Regions from separate parts of the Mus musculus genome. Here region 1 is linked to region 2. The links are chromatin contacts, called in public HiChIP or PLAC-seq maps. All regions are on one chromosome and are shown on one strand. The core of a region is the stretch at or near the end of the contact, and the rest is flanking DNA. Distances in the headings are between cores, read along the strand shown. Region 1 has its middle 8.1 kb from the start of Cyp26b1. Region 2 has its middle 49 kb from the start of Gm10445.

What was found. HiChIP or PLAC-seq counts read pairs in DNA pulled down with a chosen protein or histone mark.
Region 1: a FOXA1 HiChIP or PLAC-seq map of pancreatic cancer cells shows a contact between it and region 2. The contact joins two enhancer-like sites. A contact is called at or near these places in 16 of 39 promoter capture datasets (3T3-L1-derived adipocytes, the C10 cell line, the HPC-7 cell line and 12 more), 1 of 15 datasets of contacts at CTCF or cohesin (embryonic stem cells), 13 of 484 Hi-C or Micro-C datasets (the 3T3-L1 cell line, the HL-1 cell line, the N1E-115 cell line and 8 more), 8 of 115 datasets of contacts at active chromatin or transcription factors (craniofacial prominence, embryonic basal ganglia, embryonic forebrain and 5 more) and 4 of 9 other capture datasets (adipose tissue, embryonic stem cells, liver and 1 more).

The regions. Positions count from the first base shown.
Region 1 is chr6:84,599,776-84,604,238 of GRCm38.p6, forward strand. No RefSeq gene overlaps it. Among named protein-coding and RNA genes, the nearest start is that of Cyp26b1, 8.1 kb to the left of the region's middle. Within about 2 kb of position 1,561, at least 29 of the 459 cell types and tissues checked have an H3K27ac peak or open chromatin away from gene starts, as enhancers often do. A contact at or near this core is called in the HL-1 cell line, the N1E-115 cell line and pancreatic cancer cells, where this site is marked.
Region 2 is chr6:84,372,765-84,377,560 of GRCm38.p6, forward strand. No RefSeq gene overlaps it. Among named protein-coding and RNA genes, the nearest start is that of Gm10445, 49 kb to the right of the region's middle. Within about 2 kb of position 2,942, at least 7 of the 459 cell types and tissues checked have an H3K27ac peak or open chromatin away from gene starts, as enhancers often do. A contact at or near this core is called in the HL-1 cell line, the N1E-115 cell line and pancreatic cancer cells, where this site is marked.

The DNA.
Region 1 (4,463 bases), core at 311-2,810, 230 kb after region 2:
GGGAGGAGGGATGGGATAGTGGGTTTCTGAAGAGGAGACCTGGAAAGGGGAAAACATTTGAAATGTAAATAAAGAAAATATATATGTAAAAAAAAGAGGGGAGCACTATAGAAGAGGGATGGGGTTAGTGGCAGAGAGCTGCAGTATTGCTTGCCACCGCACTGGGAAGGAAATGCTATTTTTTTCTGAGTGTTTAACCCAGAGTTAATGGGGCTCTAGGATGTGCACATATCCAAATTAGGTTTTCTTCTACGGGATGGCTCTTCAGAGGAACCACCTAGCCCACATTTGCAGGCTCAGGCAAGGGTTTCCCATTCAGAGACCCACATGGCTGTGTGTTCTGCTCAGTGTGGTGGGCATGGCATGATCCGAGTCTTCACACCAGTCACTGCCTCCTTCCATTCATATCCCTTTACTATCTTTTCCCTTTGAACTTCCTTCTTTCACCTCTTGGTAAATTCTTACCTTTTCCAATCAAGCACTGCTATCCCAGTTTTTCTGAATGTTTCCAGAGTGCTGCTGGCATTCTAGAACATTCTACGCAGACCACCCTGGCATTTTTATCTTCCTCATCCATGCGCCGACCTACTGTGGTGCCTAAGGCATGAATGAACTATTGGGGAGGGGAAGGGGAGGTAAGAGGATAAGGTGTGTTAAGAAGGTGTGTGGGGGGGGGCGGGGGGTAGGGGGGCGGGGAGTGAACTGCTGTGAAGCTCAGCAGTTCATTTTATGTTGTTATCTAGTGAAGGACTCTAAGGATTTCAGGTACATGCATCGCATCCCTCTGAGGCTCTGGTGTCTATGGCCATGACACATGTTCTTCTGCTTCTTGGTCACTTCAAGACCCCTTTGACTTCTATTTAAGTAACTCGATCCTAGTTATTTGTCAACATGTTTTTCCTTCAGACTCTAACCAAGCTTGTATCTCCATTAGCTTGAAAGTACTTACTTAAGAATCCTGGGTCTACAGTTTGCATGCAGGTGTGTGTGTGTGGGGGGGAAGGGGGTGTACATGTGTGTTGATAGTCAGGTTAGAGGACAAACTCAGTCTTTGCTGCCCAGCACTAGTGTTAGAAGCATCTGCTACCCAGAGGATGTCCTAGTCGGCCATCAATGGGAGGAGAGACCCTTGGTCTTGCGAAGATTATATGCCCCAGTACAGGGGAACACCAGGGCCAGGAAGTGGGAGTGGGTGGGTTGGGGAGCAGGGTGGGGGAAGGGTATAGGGGACTTTCGGGATAGCATTTGAAATGTAAATGAAGAAAATATATAATAAAAAAAGCATCTGCTACCATGTCATCTTTCCTTTGTATATGGATCTGGAGATCAAACACAGGTTCCCATGCTTGCTAGGCAAGCCTTTCCCAGCTGAGCATCTCCCCAGGCCTGCACTGATATCTCACTAAGGACCAGAGATGAGGGAAGAGGATGGCAGTTAGTACAACTTTGAGAATACTGTTCCTGGGCTTTGGGATTTTCTATCTAAACAACAGGGACAGCTGACTGGCAGGGTGATCTCAGCAATGTGACCACATTCTGCCCCACCCTCACTTGCTCTCTAGCCTAGACAAGCCTTAAAGCCCTGACTCTCTGGCTTCAACCTCCCATGTAGCTGGGATTACAAGCCTATGCCACCAGGCCAGATCTTCATCAAGGCAAACATGATCTAGGCATGTCCAAAATTAATTCTTCTTCTTTGAAATCAATATTAGTTTACCATTTTCCTGACTTCTGGCTATTTATTTAGTTAATTAGAAACTTCCATGTTTATTCTGGTGGTATGGTGCTCAGCACTGAGCCAGGCCCTTAGGCATGGTAGAAGAGAACTCTACTTCTGACCCATGTCCTAGTCCTCATGCTGCTTCTGGAATGTAACCTTTATCCCAGTCCCCACTGCTATGGATCCGCAGGCACCTTCACACTGTGTAAGAGTTGTTTAGAGACTACATACACTTAATTCTTTTGTCTTCTGTTTGCCTAGGTTACATCATCCTGCTCCAACTGATTCCCCTCCCTCCCATAGCTTGCAGGAATCACAGCTCCTCCTACCTCCTTCAGCCTTCACAAAGGGAAGAAACACATTGCCAAGAAACAAATGGGGAGGGGGGGGCAGCAATCAGCAATAAATGGGGAGAAATTAAAATAAATAAAAAATAAAATTATTTAGCATGAGAATATATATTTGTTACAGAATAAATATTTGTTATAGCCCCATTTTTAAAAAGACCGTCTAAAAAACGAAGAACAAATAACTTTTTAGATTTTTTATTAGATATTTTCTTTATTTACATTTCAAATGTTATCCCCTTTCCTAGTTTCTCCTCCAAAAATCCCCTATCCCCTCCAACCCCTTCCCCTGCTTCCCAACCCACCCACTCCTGCTTCCTGGCCCTGGCATTCCACATGAACTTTTTAGATTTCTTTTCTTTTCTTCTCTTTTCTTCTCTTTTCTTTTCTTTTCTTTTCTTTTCTTTTCTTTTCTTTTCTTTTCTTTTCTCTTCTTTTCTCTTCTCTTCTTTTCTTTTCTTTTTTCTCCTCTTTCTCCTCTTTCTTTCTTTCTTTCTTTCTTTCTTTCTTTCTTTCTTTCTTTCTTTCTTTCTTTCTTTCTTTCCTTCTTTCTTTCGAGACAGGGTTTCTCTGTGCAGCCCTGGCTGTCCTGGAACTCACTCTGTAGACCAGGCTGGCCTTCAACTCAGAAATCCGCCTGCCTCTGCCTCCCAAGTGCTGGCATTAAAGGCGTGCGCCACCACTGCCTGGCTACTTTTTAGATTTCTAAGATAGCAATTTGCAAACACACATGAGCACACACAAAAACCAAAATTCTGTTGTTGAAGACATCAGGGAGCATAGACATTGCTTTGCTTGGTGGGTCACATCTTTTAACCCAGTACTCTGAAGGCAGAAGCAGATGCATCTCTTTGAGTTCAGCCTGGTCTATATATCACATTCCAGGCCAGACAGGGTCACATTCTGAGACCTTGTCTCAAAAGAAGAGGAGGAGGAGGAGGAGGAAGAAGAGGAGGAGGAGAAACAGATAAGCCCTATCTTTTAATATTTATATAAAAATCCTATTTAATGTTACCAAATAACACCCAGAAGTTCACCAAGATAACAGCACCTTGACCAAATGGAACAAAGCTATACGTGAACTAAAAGACCTTCAGCAAAGGAACATCACTATAGTTAGAGATTTTTAACAATGAACATTCCAATGAAAAGATGAAAAAGCTTTGCTGGCATCCAATGGGAATTTTGAGTAAACACTTACAGTGGCCTAGGGATAGAAGAAAACTCCCTTACATTGATAAACTCTAGAAAATCCCACAGCAACGGAGAACAAGAGTTCTTTGACTGCAGCCCAGGAAGAGCAGTCTTGACGATTCTATTATTGCACTATGCTCCAGTGGATCTGTCAAGTAAAGTGGGGAAAACATTCAGAAATAGAAAAATAATCTTTAGCTATTGACCACAGCTCTGAGCAGCTCTCTTTCTCTTCCCATGCTGAGTGGCTTTCCTTTATCTTCCTGGTACAATTTTCTTTTTTCTAATTTATTTTTATTTTATTTTTTAAAATTCTTTCCTTTTTTAAAAAAAGATTTATTTATTTATTATAAATAAATACAATGTTGCTGTCTTCAGACACCAGAAGAGGGTGTCAGATCTCAATACGGGTGGTTGTGAGCCACCATGTGGTTGCTGGGATTTGAACTCAGGACCTTTAGAAGAGCAGTCAGTGCCCCTACCTGCTGAGCCATCTCGCCAGCCCCCTGGTACAATTTTCATCATGTATCTATGTCTCTCTATATGTATATACCTGTAATAGTTGTAAGTACATTATTTTTCCCTAGGTTTCAGATTTATCTCTACCAACTGTGTAAAACCCCTTCATATTATTTATCTTAGTTTACAGGCATTTCCTCAAGTCTGTGGCTGTTTCCAAGTTCTGATTCCCAATTTTGTCTAGTAATCTGAAATGTCCCTGAACTTTTATCAAATAATTTTCCTCTGTAAAGTGATTTGTCTAATTTGTCCCTCTACCAATACTCAGCTCTTTGATGGAGAAAGGAATTGGTAATTGTCATTTTCTAATAGACCACAAGGACCAGTGGGAGACCCTTAAAGAAATCTATAAATCAAAAACAAGCAGTGGAAGGGAATGAGTAAAACAGTTAAGACCTGAAAGTAGAATCAATAAAGAAAAACCAAACTGAGTGAAATCTAAAAGTGAAAAATTTAGGACCAGAAAAGGAACCTTAGAGGCAAGCCTAGGTAACAGACTACAAGAGGGAATCTCAGTCACTGAAGACATGATAGAAGAATGGATACTTTAGTTAAAAAAAAAAAAGTTAAATCTAAGAAAGGTCAGGGGAAAAGACATAAACACACATGGACACACAGCACAAAAACAAAATAACAGGAATCAACATGTACTGCTCACTAATATCTGTCAACATCAATGGTCT
Region 2 (4,796 bases), core at 1,692-4,191:
TCCAGAGCAGTGTCTGGACATGGAGATATCCACATGGTCCCACTGCCTTCTCTCCAGTGCTGGATCACTGACACTATTTTCATTTAAACTTCGTTGATAAGATTTATGTACATCCAAGTCTGGGTTCCATAGTGGCCGCTGACACTCTTAGTTCTGAACCTTCTCTGTCCTTGACTTCCTTGTTGCTGGCTTATGTTTTCAACTGTCTTCCCTTTGTTTAGAGAAGGGACAAGGATGGCCCCTAGCTACCTGACAGAGGCCACTTGCCTGCTATGGACTTTCACTGGGGTCTCCCACAGGATGCTTTCTCTGCCCTAAAATCCTCTGTGCATTGCCTGCCTCCTTTTCCCACCCCTCTACTTCCCCCAAACCGCCAACCTTTTCATAGCTCAATCTCCATAGCTCATTCTTTTACAGAATTCTATGTCGTTAGCGTCACACAGCCTATGCATATCCATTTCAGTTTTGTTGTTCAATCAGCAATGGATGTTTAAGGTCCCTTTTTTTTTCATGGCTTGAAGATTCTTTGTTTTCTCAGTTGTTGTGTATTTTGAGGCAATGCAACTGCAGGCTTCCTACCCACACCAAATTCCCCAAAATAATGCCTCTGAGACTTTTTTATATATGAATAAACACCTAGGTCAAAAGCTTTGGGTCCTTCCCTGCCTGGCTCATAACTTAAATCTTGTTATTCTGTTCTAAGTTCTGCCACGTGGCTGGTTACCTGGCCCTTGGTTACATGCAACCATTTTCCTCTGTCTGTGGGGTTGAATCTCCTCCACCAGCACCTGCCTTTCCACAAGACACCTCTTTGTACCGGAACTTCCACCTCCCTATTTCCTGCCTAAGCTAATAGGCCAACAACATTTTTATTGACAGGGGATTCTTTCATAGAGTACAAGAGATTCTAGAAGACAAGGTCTCCCTGGGCAGCCCAGGTTTACCCAGATGTTTTGAGACTGGTTTGAGATCAGGCTGGCCTCAGACTCCTAGAGCCCATCTTGCCTCTGTCTTTTGAGCGTTGGGCTAAAGCTGTGCTTCCTTCTATGAATCAGCTCCCTGCTCACCGCTATGGTTTGACTGTATTTTCTCCAAAACTCACGCTGAAACATAATTCCCCTGGTGGTGACATTAGAAGACTGGACCTTCCAGGAGGCCCAGTGAACTCCTGCAATCCTAGCAGTCTGGAGGCAGAAACAGGAGGATCATGAGTTCATTATGAGACTGTTTCATACCTCCTGCCAATGATCTGGAGCCTCTGGAGGAAGAATCAAAGGCATAGTGGCTCTCCTCTGTGATAGGGGGTGGAGTGGGCAAACTTCATCCTCCTCCTGCAGAATGACGCTGCCATTCAAAGCCAGAGTCTTGGCTGGCCTCTTCACACATTCTGCTTTGGCTTCTCCAAAGTTCATCCTGCAAAACTGAGCACTCTGGTCAGGTCTGTGGGTGTGCTATTCACACCTGTGGGGGGTGGCTGCTCCCCTGGAGGTCACAGTATATCTTACAAAGGGTGCTTTGTCTGTGAAACCTTCTCTTCTGCACATTCTTCATGTCTACTACAGTTTTGTTCACGGCACTGAGAACTTCGAGGAAGTGTAGATCAGTAGTAAAGATCATGGCATGGTCTTCTTCGGAACTCTGAGTCTGTCCACCTGTCCATCCATCTCATTAATCTCCTCGGATGGTCGGATCTCAACGAGTTTGGACCAAGAATCCTCTGCTTCTAACTCAGCGATCTTGGTCTTGTCATTCCTTTCCCAAATCAGGAACTTGGCTTTAGTGTTCCAGGATGTGTTTCTGTGTGTCTAGGGGCTATCTAATGCAGTATCATCCAGCCTTGAAGAATTAAGGCTAATGCAACAGAAAGCAAGAGCTGCGTGTGCCAGGACACACTGGCCTAGAGAAGAAAACGATATCTGGGAAGTGAGGGGGGAGGGGGATGCTGGACAAGCTTCTAAGTCCATCACTAATAGGGTGTGCTGTCCCAAGAAACAGCTCTTTTTCAGGGGGCAGGAGATGGTTTCCCCTTCTTTTTTCTCCTTCTTTGTCACATGGAAATATTCAGTCTCAGGATCACTCTCCTTATGATACTTATAGATTTTATTATGAGCCAGTAGCTGAGGTTCAGGTTTCCACTGAAAGCATCAAGACTTACCATCCCAGCATTTAAGAAATGGTGGGAAGAGGGTCAGGATTTTGAGGTTATTCCAGGCTACATTAGACTCCTTGTAACAAATAAAATAAGATAATGCAAACAGACAAAAGAGTGATACTTTCATGGGCTTAGGAAGTCCTGAGATGTCAAGCAAGAATACGTGTGTGTGTGTGTGTGTGTGTGTGTGTGTGTGTGTGAGTGTGTGTGTGTGTGTGTGAGTGTGTGTGTGTGTGTGTGTGTGTGAGTGTGTGTGTGTGTGAGTGTGTGTGTGTGTGAGTGTGTGTGTGTGTGTGTGTGAGTGTGTGTGTGTGTGAGTGTGTGTGTGTGTGTGAGTGTGTGTGTGTGTGTGTGAGTGTGTGTGTGTGTGTGAGTGTGTGTGTGTGTGTGTGAGTGTGTGTGTGTGTGTGTGTGTGTGAGAATAGGCATGAGATGCTGAAGAGTTAGTTGAAATAAGAAAGAGGACAGACTAACAGAAGGACATAGAGATACTGAAGAGACAGAGGCTGAGAACAAGAAAATCTGAGAGAGGCAAATGAGAAAGGCAAGGGTGGGAGTAGGTGGACTGTTCTGAACCACTGTGGTGTCTGCAGAGGTTAACTGGGCTGGAGGGAAGTGGGGGATGCTGGGGAAGAGAATCCCCTCTGCTACCGCTAACACACGGAGGTTCCAAAGTCTTCATGGTGTCTGCTTCCCACACATTTTACCACTCAAATGCCCAGCCCATGCAAGTATAGGAGATACAGTGGCGCAGTGACATGGGGACACCACTAGGTGGCCGCTGGCTCCAAGCTCCGAGCTTAGAGGGGAATTCCTGCCCTTGTGACTGGAGCCCACGTCCCGTTTCCTCTGCTCCCTGGAGAAGAGAGGATGGAACTGAAATGGAAGGACCTCAAAGCAGAATACAGCAAGTGTGCAGATATGCTTTGTGGGAGCGGCTATTGCATGTCAGGACCCACTGCTGCAGAGGGCAGAGGCTGGCCCAACAGTTCTCTCTTAAAAGCAGCAAACAGAGTTGGAGCATGCTGTTCCAAAGCCAGCAGCGTCTTTGGTGGTCAGGGTTAGATTCAATCCATGGTCAGCACTAAGGATGTGAGATCAAGGTTTGTTTGAGGTCAGACTGGGGATGGAGTTCAGACGGTGCAATACTTGCTATAGAAACTGGAGGGCCTGGGGCCAAGCTCCACAGCTTATGTTAAACACTGGGTTGTGGGGGTGTGCTTGCAACCTACGTGCTAGGAGGTGAAGGCAGAAGGATCCCCAGAGCTCCCTGCCTAGTCAGCTGAGCCTAACTGGCAAACCACAAACCCCAGTGTCTCAAAGAAAAGCTAATCTTAGCTCTGGAGGAATGACACCCAAAGTTGACTTCTGACCTCCACACACACATACACCCAAACACACACATGGACATGCATACACATACATGCACATAAAGAAATGGATTCATGGAAATTTGGAGCGTACTCTCTAAGGAAAAAAGGATCAAAGCCAGGGGATACCATCCTGGAGAGGGTAAGCTTGTAGTGAGACTTTCCGAAGAAGAAACCTGGGAAAGTGGGCGGGACTTTGAGGGTCTAACCAGAATGGCAGCATGAAACAGCATTTAGTAATCGTGAACAAATGAGAAGACAGCAGTTCCCAAAGGATGGCACCTCTTGGTCATCATTTGGCTTATCCCCACACACAAGGTAACATCCTTCCTGGATAAGAGGGCAGAACGTAATTACCTGAGCTCAGGACTTCCTGGAGGTAGAGGAAGGCATTTATTACATCTGGCCACAGGCACCTCTCCACACCTTCCTGGCCCCGAGTGCCCCAGGCCCTGTGTCTGCACTTGGGTCTGCCAGGACAGGAGCTGGCGCCGGGTGTGGTGGACATAACCTGGAAAGAGGGAGCGGCTGTGGAAGCAACAAGGATCTGGCACGTGCCCATAGCCACACCCAGGCTGCGAGCCAGCTGGGCCATCCCCGGGGGGAAGCCAGAGCCTTAAAACACAGAGCTGTGGGGCTGCTGCAGCCTAAGGATACATTTAGAACACCTTACTAGCAGGGCCATTGATCTACTGGCTGCTGGAGCCGAGGTCCGCATCCTCTGTGAAACTTGACATTTTCTGTGGTACGTGGTGTAGCTCTGCTTTCTCACACGCTGGCCGGAAAAGCACTGCTCTTGACATTTGTGTCCTGTATCTGCCAGCAACCTCAGACTTCTATTAGAGAGTAGCGTCACTTGTCAGTCCAGGGGTCTCTCAAGAGAGCCCACCCTCACCAGCACAGGATTCTCTGGGAAAGCTCTTTTCTGCCAGTACAGGAAAGGGAGCACCCGGGAGGAACTGCTCCTGAGAGGATACCTCCCTCAGGAATTTCTATCAGTGTGGTAATCAGCGAAAGGTTTTCAGCTTAGGTTCTCTAGGGGATGAGGTCCAAAGGGTGGGAACCCCAGAAAATACCCCTGGAAAATGTAAGATCCTGAGGCTGCCTCTGCAGTGAGGTAGATTGGGGTCCCCAAGTAGATGCCTCCAGCAGTGTGGGGCTCCTGAGGGTCACCACCCTCAGCTGACTGGGAAACTCATGAAATTCCTGAATAGTCAAAGCAGAATGGATGTGCCAAGCAAGATCCTGGGTAAGGTTCAAGTCAGGGTCCGCAG